5 separate regions of the Mus musculus genome follow, and all the other regions are linked to region 1. Evidence: chromatin contacts called from public promoter capture Hi-C data. All regions are on one chromosome and are shown on one strand. The core of a region is the stretch at or near the end of the contact, and the rest is flanking DNA. Distances in the headings are between cores, read along the strand shown.

Region 1 (3,588 bases), core at 684-3,183:
CAAGCGTGAGCACATGAGTTCAAGTCCTGCACAGTGAAGCACAAATCAGGGTGTGGTCAGGTGAGCACCTGGGACCTCAGCACTGTGAGGGGCAGAGCCAGGAAAACTGCAGGGGCTTGCTAGCCAGTGAGCCTAGCTTCAGATTCAGTGAGAAACCTTGTTTCATGGGGAAAAAGGCAGAGAATGGTAGAGCAGAATACCCAGCATCCTCCCTTAGACGTACACATGTGCATATATGCCACAAATAAATTAATTAAGAGTAAATATTTGGGACTTTTAAGAAAATGAACTCTTTCTTTTCCTTGTGAAGTAGCAGATTTCCAAGTAGCAGGCTTCTCAGTGGCTTATCTGGGAGGCTCTGCCTGTGAGACTTTTGGATAAGCTTTTGAATATTAACAGGTTCTGCTGAAGAAGCCATTTCTATATGCCAGGAGCTGCAGCTAATATTTCTTGTGAATTGTGTCACTTCAGTCTTCAGAAAAACTTTGTAAGTTCAGAATAGATACCCTTGCTCAGAGACAAAGTTAAGGGTCAGAGGTTGCCACAATTTGTCTATGCCTTAGAGCCAAAAGTGCAGAAGCCAGGATCCAAATCCCTGAGTATGGACTCCAGGCTTCTGCTCTGGGTGCTTAACTTTCCTCATGAAACCACCCCGAGGCATTTATTAGCTCTACTACCCCTCCCCCCCCACCCCCCCACCCCCCGCCCCGACCCAGGGGACTGCAGCCCAGAGACAACCCAAGTCACAAAGAGAGTATCAGAGCCAAAGCAGGTCCATTAGATTCCAAAATCTGTTCAACCCCAAAGTAGAAAAGAAGGCAGAAACACAACCGAGAATCCCCTCAAAGAGGTCTCCCTTTTCCTAGGGAACTGTCTCTCATCCAGCCGCTTACCTCCTCCCTTGGGTCTCTTTCCAGAATCTTCCTTTTTCTCCCTTTCCCCCAGTGCAGCATCTGGGCTGGAGAAGAACCAATTTTATCCTGGGAGAGTAGACTCACTGCTTCCCAGTTGCTTAAAGAAGGAACAGCCAGAGTATGGCTAGGCCGGCCTCTCCCAGGCCGGCCTCTCCCAATCTCATACAACTGGGGAAGCCCTGTACACATAGGCTTAGGTCAAGAACCAGCAACACGGAGCATAAGTACAGCCTGATAGCTGACCAATTAACTGCAGCTCTCCCTTTTAAAGTATCTATTCAGGGGCTGAGTGGTTAAAAACTTGTATTGGTGTTCCAGAGGACCCAAGTCCGGGTCCCAGCATTCACATGGGGGTGGGGTGGGAGCTCATAGTCGCCTGCACAGCACCAGGGAAATCTACTTCTGACCCTCTGGCCTCAGCAGGCACCAGAGCCCATGTGCATATACCCACACACAGACAAAAGCACATAATTAAAAGGTGGCGCACGCCTTTAATCCCAGCACTTGGGAGGCAAAGGCAGGCGGCTTTTCTGAGTTCAAGGCCAGCCTGGTCTACAGACTGAGTTCCAGGACAGCCAAGACTACAGAGAGAAACCCTGTCTCGAAAAAACAAAAGCCAAAAACCAAAAAAAAAAAAAAAAAAGTAAAAAAGATTTTTAAAAGAAGCCAAAGCATCTAGTCTGAAACAGACATTTCATGGAGGCGGGGCGGTCTTACACTTAAAAAATTAGTATTCATTGGTTGGGGCGATTTTACGAAAGAGAGGAGACTCGGTTCTAGGACATGAAGCTGGCAACTCAAGGACAGCAAGTCCTCAGGAGCTTGGGACTTGAACCTATCAAGGACCCAGTTCTGCTGTTGCCTGGGAACAGAGAAGGGAGGAGCTGCCAGAGAGAAGGGAGGAGGGGACAGGGAGAGGGCAACCTCTCAGCTGCGCGCCCTGACGACAGCAGGTGATTTTTTTTTTTTTTTCTGCAGCGCGCATACTCTCAGCATCTTTTCTTGATCACCCCACCTCCCTTGCTGAGCCGCAAAAAAGGGTGGGGCCGCCTCTCTGCAGCAGAAGACGACAGCGGCAGCGGCTGCGGCATCACCGGGGGTATAGATAGAGGCCGTTTTGCTCTCTGCTCTGTCTGGGTTGGAGGTGACCGCTGCCAAGCCTCGCTAGGCGGCCGGCTGAACCAGACGGAAAGGAGATAAAAGCCTGCTTGCGGATCCTTCCCTGCGCCATGGCTTAAGCCCACAGCCTCTTTGCCAAGCATCTCCTTGCTCTGCCGGGGTCTGCTAGACACCGCAGTCGCAGAGAGGGCGCGCCCAGACGCCCTAGGCCTGGACTCTGGGACGCTGAGCCTCGCTCCTATTCTTCACTGCCCACAGCAGCTCCTCTGCAGCAGGCGTTTGCAGCCGGCAATCGAGGGACTTTACGGACTTTATCTCAGCGGTACCTTGTCCCCGGGTGCTCTTTGAGGGTGGAGGACGAGGCAAAGGGCTTCTAAGGGAAGGAAGCGGTGGGAACCACATTGGCGGGTCTGGGTTGGGGTTAAAGGGAGATTGGAGATTTGATTTAGGACCACAAAAAGGCTTTGTGGCTAACATGGCGTGGCCGTGCATCACAAGGGCCTGCTGCATCGCCCGCTTCTGGAACCAGCTGGACAAGGCGGACATTGCGGTGCCGCTGGTTTTCACCAAGTACTCGGAGGCCACCGAACACCCAGGCGCCCCTCCGCAGCCGCCAGCTCCGCTGCAGCCCGCGTTAGCGCCCCCCTCGCGTGCTGTCGCCATAGAGACGCAGCCAGCCCAGGGAGAGTCGGATGCAGTTGCCCGGGCAACAGGGCCTGCGCCCGGGCCCAGCGTCGACCGCGAGACTGTAGCCGCCCCCGGCCGGAGCGGGCTGGGCTTGGGCGCGGCCTCAGCCTCCACTTCCGGCTCAGGCCCCGCGGACTCGGTGATGCGACAGGACTACCGCGCCTGGAAAGTGCAGCGGCCCGAGCCAAGCTGCCGGCCGCGCAGCGAGTACCAGCCGTCCGACGCGCCCTTCGAGCGCGAGACCCAGTACCAGAAGGACTTCCGCGCCTGGCCGCTGCCCCGGCGCGGGGACCATCCCTGGATCCCCAAGCCGGTGCAAATCCCTGCGACTTCGCAGCCTTCCCAACCTGTTCTCGGGGTGCCCAAGCGTCGGCCTCAGAGCCAAGAGCGCGGGCCCATGCAACTTTCTGCTGATGCCCGGGACCCGGAGGGTGCTGGAGGAGCCGGGGTGCTGGCGGCAGGAAAGGCGTCCGGTGTAGACCAGCGCGACACACGTAGGAAGGCAGGGCCAGCATGGATGGTGACTCGCAACGAAGGGCACGAAGAGAAGCCTCTGCCCCCAGCCCAATCCCAGACCCAGGAGGGTGGTCCTGCAGCTGGAAAGGCGTCCGGTGCAGATCAGCGTGACACACGCAGGAAGGCAGGGCCAGCATGGATGGTGACTCGCAGCGAAGGGCACGAAGAGAAGCCTCTGCCCCCAGCCCAATCCCAGACCCAGGAGGGTGGTCCTGCAGCTGGAAAGGCGTCCGGTGCAGATCAGCGTGACACACGCAGGAAGGCTGGACCCGCGTGGATGGTGACTCGCACGGAAGGGCACGAGGAGACGCCGCTGCCACCCGCCCAGTCTCAGACCCAGGAGGGCGGCCCC
Region 2 (3,588 bases), core at 690-3,189, 610 kb after region 1:
TTCAGCAGATCTACAGTGCCCCCTGCTGGTGCCAGGACTGTGTGGCCTTTATCGAGAAAGGCGCCCAGTTGCTGCTTTGGAGAGCTTATGGTTAGTAGGAGAGATGGTTTCAGACTCAGATCAAAAGCAGGGTACATATAAGTACTGGTACAGGGAAATCAGGAGACACCAGGTGTGCATCCCAGAGGGACTTTAACCCAGTCCAGTGAGTCAGGAAACCTAGGAAAGAGTGCCTGAGACTGGATCAAAAGATAAATACACTGGGCCAGCAAGATGGTCGAGTGGCTGCAAGCACCTGCTGCCAAGCTTGGTGACTTGAATTTGATCCCTGAGACTCACATGATAGAAGAAGGGAACCATCTCCTGAAAAACTGTCCTCTGACACCTGCATGTGCGCGTGCGCGCGCGCGCACACACACACACACACACACACAAGAAATTGACTCAGGAATCGGTGCTTTGGATTGAAGGGCAGCTGTGGAATGATACTGCCTTGTTGGGAAGATTGTATACAAGGCATACATGGGGAGAAAAACTGAGGCTAGATGCACTGGCAAGGGCTTGATTATCAAGGGCTTTGAGAGTTGAGCTTAGTCCTCTAGACAGAAGAGGCGTGGAAGGCTTTTAACCAGGGAATCTCAGAGAGGAGGGGTTTTCCATGGGAGGGGAATGAAGCTTGAGATGGGGAGTGAAGGGGATTGAGAGAGTGATCTGGGAAGAGATGGGAATCACAGGGGCAGGGATGAGGCTGGGGATACCCAGAGACAGTTCTAGAAGGGGTGTGTCAATGAGTTTGTTTCAATGAGTTGGAGGATAGCGTCCATCAAAGCATCTAATAAGATCCTTGCCTTAGAAGAAAGTGTATTCTGCTAGGAATGCCTTGGTATAAACAGGCCAAAAGGCCTGATAAATGCCCAGCTTCATTAAGGACAAAAACATGGGGGTCACTCACAGCCACCTATAACACCAGTACACAGTTTTATGTCCATCAAATATTGGCAAGTATGAAAGATGCTAACCACAGCCAGCCCTGCGTAGTCAAGGGAGACTCTCGGTGAAAGTCAAATATAAGAAAGTTGTGTGAGTCCTTAAAGGAAATTTGGCAATGTCTCTTAAAATTTAAGATGAGGCTGGAGATCTGGCTCAGCTGTTAAGAGTATTTGCTGCTCTTGCAGAGGACCTGGGTTCAATTTCTAGCACCCATGGGGGCCACTCACAGCCACCTGTAACTCCAGTTCCAGAGGATCCAGTGACCTCTTCTCACTTTCATTGGCTTCTGCACATACTTACTGCACACAGTGTCACACAGGAACATATACATATAATAAATAAGTAAATAAATAAATCTTTTAAAAGTTGAGATAGTCACTGCCTTTAGTAGTTCTGTTTCTAGGAATATATTCCACAGAAAGAGACTTACCCAAGGGAATTCCCCCAGTCAGTGTCTTATTTGACCTTACTGAGCCTCCTGACTCTCAAGCTCTTGTAGGCTACATAGTACACCAGGTTCACTTAGAAGCTTCTAAGTGATTCTACATTGTGTTCCTGTAGGATTTCAGGAGTCCTACAGTGGAGTTCCCATGGTTGACTCTCTTGCAGGGTTGTCCACTAGCCAAGAGTCACCCTGGGTGCTGGACAGAAACTCTCATTGGGTAAATGCAGGGATCACCCTTGTTTGGAAATCTCATCAACACAGGAACCAATGTGCCATTCCATAGGTCTATATTACAGAATACCCATGAAGGACATGTCTGATTCTAGGAGTCACCACTTAAAGAGAAGCACCCCCTTCGGGCATTTATAATTTATACCTTCTCCTGGTCCAGACATAATTTTCCACTCTGCAGTCATTTTTACCACAAGCAATAGTTGCCTAGTAACACAGTTACCATAGCATGTGCTTTAGGTTACCAGGGAAACAGGCCTAGAAAGTGAATCTAAGATCCAGTTGTCATGCAAGAAGGAGTCCTTGATTACCTCCCTCCCACATAGGTTACACACTACCAACAGGAAAAGCGAGTGCATGTCTATACTAGAAAGATAACTAAGATGCTGGACAAGTTTAACCTGGAATAATCTTCACATCAAACTGTGAAAGGAGAAAAGCCACTGTACAGCATGTATTCTGTTTTTATAAGAAGAAAACTGTATTTCAATACATACATGAGAAAAATATTAGGTATATACATAAAATTTTGAACAGTTGACACTAAATGTTGGGATTAAAGGAACATTTTTCCCCGTGATGTTTGACTATTTGGGGTAAGCATGTTAGCATCTCTAATCAGAGGTTATCTAGGAGTGTGGCTCAGTGGTAGAGAGTTTGCCTAGCATGCACAAGACCCTTAGGTTGGCCCCTGGATTGGGAAGAGAAAATAATATATATCAGTTTTAAATGGACAGGCCTTCCATTTGAACAGACTTAACATTCGAGCCTTAGTTTTCCCAGTTACCAGCCACCTTATTTCAAATAAGTCACTTAGCCTTCCAGAGATGTCATTTCCTCAGTGATAGGATGAATGGATTCTTGTTAGTGAAGTAGCTAGAGGTTTAAATTTTTCTTGGAATCCCCTAGAGATGAAGTAACAGGCAGTTGGAAGCCACCCAGGGTGGACGCTGGGAACTGAACTATACTCTGCAAGAGCAGGGAATTCTCTTAACCTCCAAACCATCTCTCCAACCTTATGGTTAGAGATCTGAGGTCTGCAACATAAAGCATCGCCCACAGCTGGAAGCTCAGTGAATGATCATTAGCATCTTCCTCTGTAAGCCTTTCCAAGCTCAAGATCCTCTCTTATTCTCTTTCTCTCCCCCCCCCCCCGTTTCCATGTAGATGTCTTTCACACATTTCCAGTTCTAAAGGAACTGGAGCTTGCGTTCAATGGCATCAAGATGGTCTACGTGAAATATGGAGACTTCAAGACATTGGAAGTAAGTTGGAGGTAGGAAGTTTTTGATCCTACCTGTTCCCCTGTAAGAATGAGTATAGGCATCTCGACAGATTATGACTTTGGACAAAGGTTCTCTGGGCCTTCACTGCTAGGCTCTTGCTTCTTGCTTCTGGCCTCTGGAGAAGATGGTGGTGATGGTGGTGGTGGTGATGATGATGATGACAATGATAATGATGATGAGGAGGAGGATGGTGGTGGTGATGGTGGTGAAGGTAATAGTGTTAGTGGTACTGATGGCAGACAGGTAATTATGGCCAAGGTGTATGACCCTGGAATGTAAGTGCCAAGGGTCATTCATATTCAGAGGAATCTATAGAAAAGTGAGTTTAAACGGAGTATCATAGGAGGAAGAGTTTCATGGGAGATATATCTCCTTAGGTGTTTAGAGAGCTTGAATCCAGCTTTAAAGCAGGGTGCAGTGAGCTAGAGACTATGTGGACCAATACCAAAGCATACCCTGACCTCAGTAAGCGAGGTTGGTCCCAGCGGACTGGGGTAGTCCCTTGACCTGAAGATGAGGATGGGCACACAAGGCCCCCGTGGATTCAACAGCACACTAGAGGCGCGGGCACACCCCATGCACATCTCTAGTTCTCAGAACCTTGGGATAGAAAATACAGAAAGTCTGCCTTGCATA
Region 3 (3,588 bases), core at 781-3,280, 590 kb after region 1:
TAGCAGAAAGGAGGTTTTTCCAGGAAAAAGGACCTTAAACAGCTCTGGACCATTTTCACTCTTCTGTCTTTCATTTCATGGTTGAATATGAGGTGGGGAGGTATGGTGGAAATGCCTATGATTGCACATTAGGCAGGCAGAGGCAGAAAGACCAACCTGGATTACACAGTAAGGCCCTGTATCAACAAAACAAAATGAAGACTCTTCCAAATGTCCCTCTGTGAGAACACTCTACCTTTCTGATATCCCAGTTGGAGAATCTTGTCATTCTGTTTTTATACAGATCTTAACATTACCAGTATTATATAATTTGATCTTTATAATGAGCCTATAATGAGAATACCTACAATGCTTATTGTGGTAAAGAAATACAAGTTCAGTAATGAGCAGTCATCCAGGGCTTTTTATGCTACACTAGAATTCAAACTTACCCTTCTAAGAAATCCTATATATTAGTGTATAGTATATACTATACACTATTATTGGGTCTAGTTCATTGAGCTATGTAAATAACCTTCCTCAAGTCACTTTATATAGTCTCTTTACATTCCACTCCTAAGTAACTTTCTCCAGTCTAACCCTACCTTTCACTAAGTTTACTTAAACCCTTCTAGTAAGCCTACTAAGAAATCTTAAGCACTATCATATTCTTTCCTCAAGAAAGACTTGAGGACCAGACAGATGGCTCAAGGCTTACAAGCCGAGTTTGGTCCCTGGATCCTGCACAAAGCCAGTTCCAGTCCAGGCCAGCTTAGCTACACAGCAAGACCCTGTCTCAAACTTGACTCTAAGGACCCTCCAAAAGACAAGGGGAACTGGGGACGTGGGTCAGTGGTGGAGTGCTGCCTACCATGTAGGAAGCTACACAAATGCGGGATGATCAGGCATCCATCTCTTAAGCCCTAGCCATCTGTTCCACACAGAGGAGTAATAGAGCATTTCGATTAAAATGTTTCAAGAAAAGTGGTTTACTATATGAAAGCACCATGCTTCACCCTCATCACATCAGCTGGGAAGGACAACCCTGGAAGGGGGCCAGAAGGTATGCTGGACTAAACCCCTCATTCTACAGAATAAGGAAGGCAATAAGGAGAACAGGCACATTTTAGGACACAGAGCTAGAGGCAAAACTAATGCCAGGCCCGTTTTTCAGGCAACTGTCTCTTGCAAGTTGCTGTGCAAGGGGCAAGATGGTCAATCCAGGAGCAGCGTTCCTCCCCTGACTCTTTCCTTTAAGCCCTTATGGACAAGGACGTGAAATTCTTTAGAAATTGTGTAGGCAGAGTGGAAAGCAGTCAGCTGGTACAGACAGAAAAGGCCACGCAGGGGAAGAGAAAGGCAGGGAACCCAAGAGGGACAAAGAATCTTAAGGCTTCCTATCAGACCAGCAAGGGAAGTCAACATACGAATATTTCATTATTTGACATATCATGAAAAAATTAAAAGAAACCAAAAAAAAAAAAAAAACCCTTAAAAACTTTAAAGGCCAAGGAACTCTTTGGGCTCTGTAGCAACACGCGAGGATGATGGTGGAAGGGTTTGGGGAATACTGACTTCGAGGAGATTCTTTCAATTTCTTTAGAAGTTCCATTTTCCACGTTGATGTTATGGGCATTTTCAAGAGTGGCCCTCCTAGCACAATAGAAACGTGATCATTATGGTGAAATATTGCCATAATTACGAGAAGCTGCGGTGGCGGTTAGGGACCAGCAGCACTTGCTTAAAGAGACGACTAAAGGGAAGGATTGTTTTCCAACGTGTAGAGAGGGCAAGTTACAAGTGTGCGTTCGTGTGCTACGGAGGAGCGCTCAAGGAGCCACAGAAAATAAGGGGGTGGGGATGGGAAGCTGGGCTCACCAGCTCCTGGGCATTCCCCGGGCTCTAGATTGTCCCCAGGACTAAGCTCCTCACCTTATCCAACAAACCACTGCGGCTGCTGCTTGTCCCGCAGCTGGGGCCGCCGCCAGCCCCACTACTGCCTCCGCCACCGCCGCTTCTCCCACCCTGCGACGCCGACGCTGCCATCTTGTCTCCCTCCGTGTCTCCCTCCCATACGACTTGTCCGAAGCCGATTGGCTGAAGCTGCTCATGTGATAGGCAGCGCAGAGCCCATCGGGATCCGTAGTCTGGTGTGCTGATGAGGGCTGAAAGAGGCCGCGGGGCTTGACGGGACTTGTAGTTAGAATCTGCCGTCGCCGGTTGCCGCCTCCGTTGCTAGCCACATCCTCGCGGTTACTAAGGAGTGGGTGGGGAAGGCTGTGGCAAGCGCCACCGTGGAGCGACTCCGAGATTCCCGTGAGGCTTGCAGGCGTGCACTCCGCCTGACAGGGACATCGCCTCCGCGGGCTCTTCGGAGGCGGAAACGACGCCGAAGGCAGGTGTGGCTGGAAACTTAATTTTGCTTGAATTATGAGTCTTTCCAGCCCCAGATGTTGTGTCCTAAGAAGGGAGGTAGAGCCTGCTCTTCACCCCTTTCTGTCCCTGAAGGTAGAATATCAGCTCGATTATTCTCTCCGAAGTAACCATAATCTCAGCTGTTAGTAATGTTTCCTGTAGAACTATCATTTATTGAGTGCCTACTGTGTGCTAGGCAGTGCCCTACATGCACTTACATCCACCCATTCTGTGTCTGTCTCAGGATAATGCTGTATAGACAAGAAAAGGAATTTTTCAGAAGCCAGAGAGCATAAGTCAGAACACACTTAAAACCAACTTTTTAGTTTTTTAAACTTAAAAGCATGTTTCCAGTTTGACAATGTGATTTTTATAAATATTGAGAGAAAAAAATATTGAGCACCAAAAAAACTTGACACTGAAACTAAGGCATATAAGGAAAATAGACCTGGGATATCTCATAGTAATATCACTTTATGCCATATTACATTGCATTATTTAGTTTTTATACCTACATATTTTCCATATGTGTACAGATGATCCGCCAGATACTGAATTCGCTAGACATTTTGTTTTGTTTTTCTGAGACAGGGTCTCACCATTAGGTCTAGCTGTCCTGAAACTCACTGTGTAGACAAATTGGCTTCAAACTCCCAGAGATCCACCTACCTCTGACTCCTTAGTGCTGGAACCAAAGGTGTATAATACCATGCCCAGCCTCTGAATCGCTTAGCATGTACTCAGTCCTGTTCTACACACTTAGAATATACCTCTGAATGAAAGAGACAAAATGTTCTTGGCAAGGCTATGTTCACATGATCACTAAAGAATAGCAGATTAGATTTCATCCTCGATTAAGCAATTCCTGGCCACTCCAGTTGTAAGGGTCCAAAAATCACTGAAAGAAGACCCCAGGCTCAGAGAGTATACAAAAACAAAGAGCATTTATTCTGCAGAAACACCAGCATGCAGGGGCCAACCATTCTTTGAAATGGTGACCCCAGATAAACGCATGCAGGCCTTCTTATAGAGAACTGAGGGAACTCTCTAGAAGGATTAGGTGATCTAAAATTTCATTGGTAGGTGCTGGGGGTGGGGGTGGGGGGGGTCATAGGTGATCAGAAGTCTACATTCCCATGTCATGAGCATTCAATCGTGTGATGAAATAGGGCTGACCAGTGCAAATGGCCCATT
Region 4 (3,588 bases), core at 601-3,100, 560 kb after region 1:
AAATAAATCATTAATTTTCCCCCCTAAACAATGTCTTACTTTGTATCCCAGACTGACCTTGACTTGTTATCCTAGAACCTTAGGCTCCTGAGTGTTAGTTAGTTTGTGCCACCATGCCAAACAGGGCACATTATTTCTGACTCCTGAAACTGATGTAGAACAGTAGTCATGTACTATATACAATGTAATACTAGACTGAATATGTGTGTGTGTGTGTGTGTGTGTGTGTGTGTGTGTGTGGTGGTCCCACAGATTCTAATTGTGTTAAAGTTCCCATCACCCACAGACATCTTAGACACCAGTATCACAGCCCAGACATATAACACGTTTGTGATGTCAGTCATATACAAATATCTATGTACAGCTCATACAACTTGAAATGACAAAAAGCTACTTTACTGGCTTGCAATCATTCATTAGACTACACTTTGTTATTATCTTGGAATACAAACTTACAAACATTTACAGTGAAACAGCATATTACCTTAGCTGGCAGCAGCCTCACACAATCCATGCTTTCAGAATCTCTTGACACCATTTTTTCTTGTGTTTGACTTCATTTCATGTTTCACTCATCATGGCTCCAGCCGCAATAGGCATATATATGGAATATATATATATATATATATATATATATATATATATATATATATATTCTCCATACAGCCTAGCTGAGCCATACGATGTGCATACACACTGATGAAGTTCTCACAATGAAACCACATCATTGTTGTGTTCTCAGTACCAAGCCCCATCATTAAGCACTGCATTATTCTATCAATTACAACCTCCTCTTAGCACCTGGGCTGGTCTTGAACTTGTGATTCTCATGCCCCAGCCTCCTGAGTGCTTGGATTAACAGGAGCCAGGCCCCATGACTGGCTCTCATTTGTTAAAGGTTAGTAATGTGTACTTATCAGGACCATTCAAAAATGCTTTATAAACGTTAAGGCACTATACAAATTGATGTCTTTAATTATTGTGAATGCTGACCTTTTTACAATTCAGTTTTGGTTCTGCCATCACCTCAACAATTAAATTGTCATTAATTTTCACTATGATTATTCTAATAATAATGATGACAGTGGTAACACAGTGGCCTGGTCACACCTAAAGGATTCACCCAAACTATGTGCTCAGAACTAGGGGCTGAGAAGAATCTAGTACAGGTCTGCTTTGGAGTTGTTTGCTTTAGCAGATAATTCTGATTATTAATTACTGTTCCATACTCTCTCACCTTCCAACCAAGTCCTCTCTATTCTCTTTCTTGGGGAGAGTACAGTTTAGCACGACTTCTGAAGTCAGCCTTGTTTGAAGAGGAAAACTTAGGGGAGACCACTCAGTTGCAAATCTAGTATCAAAAACATTCCACCTTGGAACCTTTTTGGTCGCCCACAACTCCTCTATAGTAAGAAGACTTCACAGTCTCGGTTTGTTCCCACAGTTCTAAACTACAGCTGAAGTTTGGCTTTAGATGGAAGAAAGCAAAAGTAGAATGGTCCTAGCTGATTCTGGCTGACTCAGTCTTCCTTCCTGATGCAGGTCCCCACAGTCCCCGGCCGAATTCCGGGTGACTCTCACCCCAGCTCACCGGCTCCGGAGGCTCTCTGGGCTCTCCCGTGGAGTCTCGGAAGAAGGCCTGAAGCTGAGCTGGGGCGATGGAGACTGGATAACAGCGACAGAAACCACAGACGCTGAAACGAACCCAGTGACCGCTGCGCAAGAACTGGCAGTAATGAGACAAATATCCCAGGAGCAGAAGGAATGCGCTGGGGAGCAGGCGCCAGAGGACTGAGAGCAGCGTCTGGGTGTCAACCTCCCCGGCCAGGCCACGCCCCTTCACCGCGCAGTGCCCGCCCTGCTTGCTTCTCCACGCCCTTAACGATTGGTCTGTGGAAGGTATCACCGCCTAAAACTTCCCTAGACAGTCTAATTGTCGAACAAAGGTTCCGAGGCTCAGAGGGGACTCCTAAAAAGATAAAAGGTGGAAGGGGGTGTTTTCACACAAAGCACTGGACATTCTCCTTGCAAAAGGTTCCAAAATGTATATATTTATCAGGGCCTGGTGGTGCGGGGCTGTGGACTTTGCTAGTGTGGTAGAGACTGTTAAATTTCATCTGTCTGGACTACAAAATGAGTTTAAGGCCACCCTGAACAATTGCCCTTCTCGCAAGATTTTTAAAAAAAAGTATAAACAGAGCCGAGAAACCAGTTAGGTGGCAGAGCACTCGCCTAGCAGGTGCAACGTCCTAGGTTCACTCTCCTGTACCTTCGATAACTTATTGTATATTGTCTACACACATTTACATACATGTATCTGTCACCAAGTACTGAATCCATTCTCTTGTTTCACAATCACACGCAAGGACCATCCCATTCTTCCCCACCTACCAAAATCAAAAGAGGAAAAGGCCCCTCTTGACACACTGCAGCATCTAAGAGATCAGCCAGGGGTGGGGACAAAGAAAGCTAAAAATGACTGTTAAAAAAAAACAACAACAACACAAACAAACAAACAAACAAAAAAACAAACCGAAACAAACAAACAAACAAAACCCATCAGGTCAACAAGGCTACCAGAGGAGACTAAAAAGAAAATGAAAAAGTCACGACCAAAACAAAAACCCAAACAAACAAACATAAAAACCAAGATGTGGAGTACATTGGTATCAAAATTCACAGTGGTTCCTTATGTACCAGGTTAACATAATGAACTAGGACATTTAGCATAGTGGCATTACCCTGTGGGGAGTGACTTGTATTTGACTTATAATAGTAAGATGTATGATAGCACCCTTCACCTTATAATATAAGAAATCACACCCCCAAGTGTGGGTCTAACCACAGTAAGATAGAAAGCAGCACAGCAGGGCCGATTCGGCCGGACCCCATTCCTCCTCTGCCTGTGAGGATGCCAGGGGGCAGGGCCCTGTCCACCAAGGAGCAAAGTGACTTCCTTTTATTTCATCCCAGTCATGTTAGGAGTTTCTCTCCCAAATGGCTGCCTCCTCTAGTTCCAGTGTAAGAATATGGGGTCTTCTTTCTTTGAAGTGAACTTGATACTCAGAAGTAGAACTCACATGGAGAGAAACAATTGAAACTCATTTTTTTTGTTGGAACCAAGTAAAACATAAAGGAATTTGTCAAAAGATGAAGGGAAAGATGGAATATTAACTTAAAGGATGGAAAAACATTGACTCCTACTGAGTTTGAATCCCTGAGCCTGAGCAAATACCATGGGTACGGCAGTGAACGCTCTAAGGGATGGGCTTTCCTAAGACACAAGATCATAACAGGATGGGATTTTCCTTCATTCCTTTTTAAATAATGAGAGATTAGCCTGACAACACTGAAATAAAATAAAGTAGTTTCCTGCTAAAAGTAACTAGGACTTCAAAGAAAAACAGCTGATTTCAGAGCAGGGGAAAGAGGTATAGCATAGGCTTTGAGTATCTGGTCTTACTTGAAAACAAGGTAGCTAGAAGAAAGCAACAAAGGCCATGCTCAAAGAGCTGACCTAACAAGGATCCTACTACCAAATATGTGTGGCAAAATAACAGCTAGGTGCAGTGCTGCACACCTATCCTA
Region 5 (3,588 bases), core at 585-3,084, 560 kb before region 1:
AGACTTGTTCAAACATATGAGGCTATAAGGGCCACAGCTAAACATAGCATAATACAAAATACATTTAGTCTAATTTCCAGAGTCCCCAGTCTATAGCAGCTCAACAATGTTAAAAGTTCAGAGTTGCTGGAGAGATGGCTCAATGGTTAGATCTGACTGCTCTTCCAGAGGTCCTGAGTTCAATTCCCAGCAACCACATGGTGGCTCACAACCATCTGTAATGGGATCCAATGCCCTCTTCTGGTGTGTCTGAAGACAGCTACAGCGTACTCATATACATAAAATAAATAAATAAAATCTTTTAAAAAAAAGTTCAAAGTCTCTTCTGAGATTCATCCAATCACTTTATTGTAATCCCAATAGCAAGACAGGAAACCAGCTGGGCAAACTCCAAACGCTGCATCTCCATGTCTGATACCGTAGCAGTCGTCAGATCTCCTACTCTCTGAGCATGCTCCCTGCAGAAGGTGGCTGGCAGGGGCCCGACTTCTGGGATTCTACACAGGCAGAGCCATTTCCTCATCAGCACTCTGCTGCAGCTAACTCCACATCTCAGAACTTGTCCTCTTTTCCCTCACCTATAAACTAGCGTTCTTAATTTCCTTTGAATGACCAGATGGACACTCAAATTTCCCCAAGTTCAGGCTGATCCTTCAAAATACTTGCTATAGCTTTGACAGACGTTTTTCTCGTGTTCAGGTTTCCTTTCAGAATGAATCTAATGGTTTCTTTCTCTAAATGTAATTTCTTCAGCCATCCTTCTCACTGTTAACTGCTTGTTCACACAAAGTCCGTGACCTTTTGGATATTTGCATCCGTTCTGTGGGTGACTGGACGACTACTTCATGGATCATCTCAGACATTTTCCCACCCTTCTTTAAACCTTTTGTGCCAGTCAAATACTCAAGCCCTCGACACCACTTCACCCCCATACGCTTCTTTCAAAAGTGGTGGGTCTTACTTGCAGACGTGTTCGATTTTACGCAAAATTTGATACTTTGTTCTAAATAGCGGCCACTCATTTTGAAACAAAACCATACAGGAACGTTATCAGGCCAGGACTGTGAGAAGCCTGAGGTAAAAATCTCTAGGGTGCTGCTGGCCTAATCATTGCACTATTCCTGCCTCTCTGGAAACCACCAAGGAAGTTACTGCTTTTCTGAGCTTTTACCCTAGCGTCTAGTCAAGGTGTGCGGCTAGCAATCTAGCACTAATTCGGTCACAGAGTAACCGGAAGGCAAAACGGGTTAAAAATTAAATCCTCTACAACTCATGTTTGCGTTCAACCCGCGAGTTGTTTCAAAGCAATCGCAAGGGTCATCCCGAATCTGTTGCCTTTAAGAGTCTACGGTGACTCACGCAATGGACGCATGAACCGTGACAACTTTTACACAAGCCGGGCAGACGCAGCCGTGAAGTAACGTTCTAGCTTGCCCTGGATCTGCAGGAACCCGCACACAGCAAACCTACCCGAATAACCCGGGGTTGCGCTCGCCAGTCCCGGGGAGACTACAGCGCATGCGCAATTCCTTCCTTGCGCGGGTTGGGTTGTGCGCATGTGCATTGAGACTACGCAGCTGGCCCGACCCTCTCGAGTGCGCATGCCCGCCCGCAGGGACGGTCGCCTGCGAAGAGGGCGGGGGCGGATAGCTGAGGGAAGAGAGGGCACCCTCCAGCGCCAGGGTGCATTGTGGGAAGGAGGCGGTAGCGTCCCGGGCGGGCTGGAGGTGCAGCAGCGGCGGCGGCGGCGGTAAATCCTCCCGGCCGCACACAGCACTGTGGAGCCGCGGCCCCAGCCCAGCCTCGGCCCGCGCGCCCCTCCTGCCCCTCGCGGCTTCGCGCGCCAGCCCCTCCTCCGCGCGCGGCCTTGCGGAGCCGGCCGGCCGGCCCAGCTCCCCTCCCCGGCCCCGCGGGGCGGCCGCGCTGCCCTGACGAGGCGGGGAGGGGAGGGCTGGACCGGCCGGCGGCCGGACGACCATGCCGAACTTCTGCGCTGCCCCCAACTGCACACGGAAGAGCACGCAGTCTGACCTGGCCTTCTTCAGGTTCCCGCGGGACCCGGCCAGGTGAGTGGGGCGCGGAAGCTTCAGGGACTTGCGCGCACGTGCGCTCGCGGGCACCCGGCCCAGTGGGTGCCACCCGGGGGCGCGAAGGCGGATGAAGTGGGCGCTTAGCGCCTTTGGTGGTCCGACGCGGTTCCTTAGCTGTCAAAGAAGTAACCCTTCTCCAGGGCTGTGTTCCCAGGGGCCCTGCCTTCCCCCGCGTCACTGGTCTCTTCTAGGACAGTGTTTCTGTTTGGAGGCGAGCCGCTTTCTTTGATCTTAAATCAGGTCACAACTGCCTCCTTCGGACTTGTCAACCCAGTGTTCAAATGCCGACCGTTACTCATTGTCTCCCTTGGTTGTTGGGACCACAGAGGACAAGTGTGAGGGCGTGGGAATATGGTATTGCAACTTCACTTTTCCTTGGGGTAGTTTATAATCTGGGACGTAGTCTGAGAATCATAGGGACTTAGTGTGATAGACTGCAGGTAGTTCTCAGAGCTCTCCTGTTGGCTCATTCGTTTAAAAATCAGTGCTTAACCATGTTTGAAGTACTCATGTCAGGTGCTGGAGACTCGAGTGAATTTTGTCACGGACGGCAGAAAGCACCTAATCCACAGAGAGAGAGAGCAGATCTATCAACGAGCGCTGAATATAGCATGATATTAATTGAGCAAATATTTATTGAAAGCCGACAGTTGGTAGAAATTGGTCAGAGTATGAGAGTGGGTAACATGAACCAATGAAAATCCCTCTTCTCAGAGGTTACATTCAAGTCTTGGGAAATTGGCAAGTAAAATATTTATAATACCGTGTCCAATAATGAAAAATATCCTGAAGAAAAATACAGCAGGGGTTGGAAGGGCTTTTAGCTAGGGAACAGGTGGAAAGATAGCTCAATGCTGAAGAGCACTTATACTCGCAGAAGGCCTGGGTTCTATACCCACATTAGGTGACTTCAGTTCCAGGGGATTACACAACCTCTTCTGGCCTTCCTGTGTACCAGGTATGCTCAAAGTGCAAAACGCTCGTGCATATACCAGAGCAGATTAAAGAAAAAAGCATAGCCAGGGAGCTGAGCAGTGGACATTGTCTGTTATCCCAGCGCTGAGGAGGCAGGGAGAATTGAGATTTGAAGCAGGCCTGGGTTAGAGTAAGTTCCAGGCCAGTTAGGGCTGTAGTGTGAGTCTTGTCTCATGAACCCGTTTAAAAAAAAAAGTATAAAAAACGGAGGCACAGTTTCTATTTTAAACATAACAGAAAAAAGTCTCACCATAATGAATCTGAACAACAACAAAAAAAAATTGAATTGGGGAAGGGGAGAGCTGTGCAATATGTTGGAAAAGCATCTGGAAACAGTAAGAGTGAAGTCAAGGCATGCTTGCTGATGAGGTTTATATGGGAGACGGAAATTGTTTAGGAAATTGTTGTCCATGGAAGATATTCTGGTGGTTATCCTGAGTGAAGTGGGAGAGTTTAGAGCTGCAAGAGTTCTTAACAGGATTTTTGGCTGCTTGTTAGTTGTAGGGAAGTAAAGATATGAGCA

The links. Promoter capture Hi-C pulls out the DNA fragments that hold promoters and counts their contacts. Capture Hi-C pulls out chosen DNA fragments and counts their contacts.
Region 2: a contact with region 1 is called in a promoter capture Hi-C map of hippocampal neurons, with 3 times the contacts expected there. The contact joins the enhancer-like site here to the promoter of Map6 in region 1. A contact is called at or near these places in 4 of 39 promoter capture datasets (the C10 cell line, hippocampal neurons and liver), 1 of 115 datasets of contacts at active chromatin or transcription factors (bone marrow-derived macrophages) and 1 of 9 other capture datasets (liver).
Region 3: a promoter capture Hi-C map of adipose tissue shows a contact between it and region 1. The contact joins the promoter of Spcs2 here to the promoter of Map6 in region 1. A contact is called at or near these places in 2 of 115 datasets of contacts at active chromatin or transcription factors (bone marrow-derived macrophages and embryonic stem cells) and 1 of 9 other capture datasets (adipose tissue).
Region 4: a promoter capture Hi-C map of liver shows a contact between it and region 1, with 2.4 times the contacts expected there. The contact joins the promoter of Neu3 here to the promoter of Map6 in region 1. A contact is called at or near these places in 10 of 39 promoter capture datasets (the C10 cell line, cranial neural crest, embryonic stem cells and 5 more).
Region 5: a contact with region 1 is called in a promoter capture Hi-C map of embryonic stem cells, with 2.1 times the contacts expected there. The contact joins the promoter of Thap12 here to the promoter of Map6 in region 1. A contact is called at or near these places in 4 of 39 promoter capture datasets (embryonic stem cells, liver, second pharyngeal arch cranial neural crest and 1 more), 1 of 484 Hi-C or Micro-C datasets (embryonic stem cells), 4 of 115 datasets of contacts at active chromatin or transcription factors (astrocytes, embryonic stem cells, large pre-B cells and 1 more) and 2 of 9 other capture datasets (embryonic stem cells and liver).

What each region holds. Positions count from the first base shown.
Region 1 is chr7:99,265,514-99,269,101 of GRCm38.p6, forward strand. Map6 (microtubule-associated protein 6) reads left to right here and starts at 1,934. Exons shown (of 3, transcript NM_001048167.1): 1 at 1,934-3,588. The coding sequence starts at 2,509. Gm26705 (predicted gene, 26705) reads right to left here and starts at 1,705. Exons shown (of 4, transcript NR_103487.1): 1 at 1,632-1,705; 2 at 894-958.
Region 2 is chr7:99,876,537-99,880,124 of GRCm38.p6, forward strand. It overlaps Xrra1 (X-ray radiation resistance associated 1), which reads left to right. Exons shown (of 19, transcript NM_001164258.1): 7 at 2,834-2,931. The region is part of intron 4 of Gm38405 (a long non-coding RNA gene); the gene reads right to left. Among named protein-coding and RNA genes, the nearest start is that of Xrra1, 19 kb to the left of the region's middle. Within about 2 kb of position 1,940, at least 8 of the 459 cell types and tissues checked have an H3K27ac peak or open chromatin away from gene starts, as enhancers often do. A contact at or near this core is called in hippocampal neurons, where this site is marked.
Region 3 is chr7:99,856,853-99,860,440 of GRCm38.p6, forward strand. It overlaps Spcs2 (signal peptidase complex subunit 2 homolog (S. cerevisiae)), which reads right to left and starts at 2,031. Exons shown (of 5, transcript NM_025668.3): 1 at 1,912-2,031. The coding sequence starts at 2,025. Xrra1 (X-ray radiation resistance associated 1) reads left to right here and starts at 2,366. Exons shown (of 19, transcript NM_001164258.1): 1 at 2,366-2,378.
Region 4 is chr7:99,826,567-99,830,154 of GRCm38.p6, forward strand. It overlaps Neu3 (neuraminidase 3), which reads right to left and starts at 1,851. Exons shown (of 3, transcript NM_016720.2): 1 at 1,592-1,851.
Region 5 is chr7:98,701,413-98,705,000 of GRCm38.p6, forward strand. Thap12 (THAP domain containing 12) reads left to right here and starts at 1,835. Exons shown (of 5, transcript NM_028410.2): 1 at 1,835-2,066. The coding sequence starts at 1,978. It overlaps Gm15506 (predicted gene 15506), which reads right to left and starts at 1,516. Exons shown (of 1, transcript NR_144495.1): 1 at 1-1,516. It also overlaps the pseudogene LOC108167485.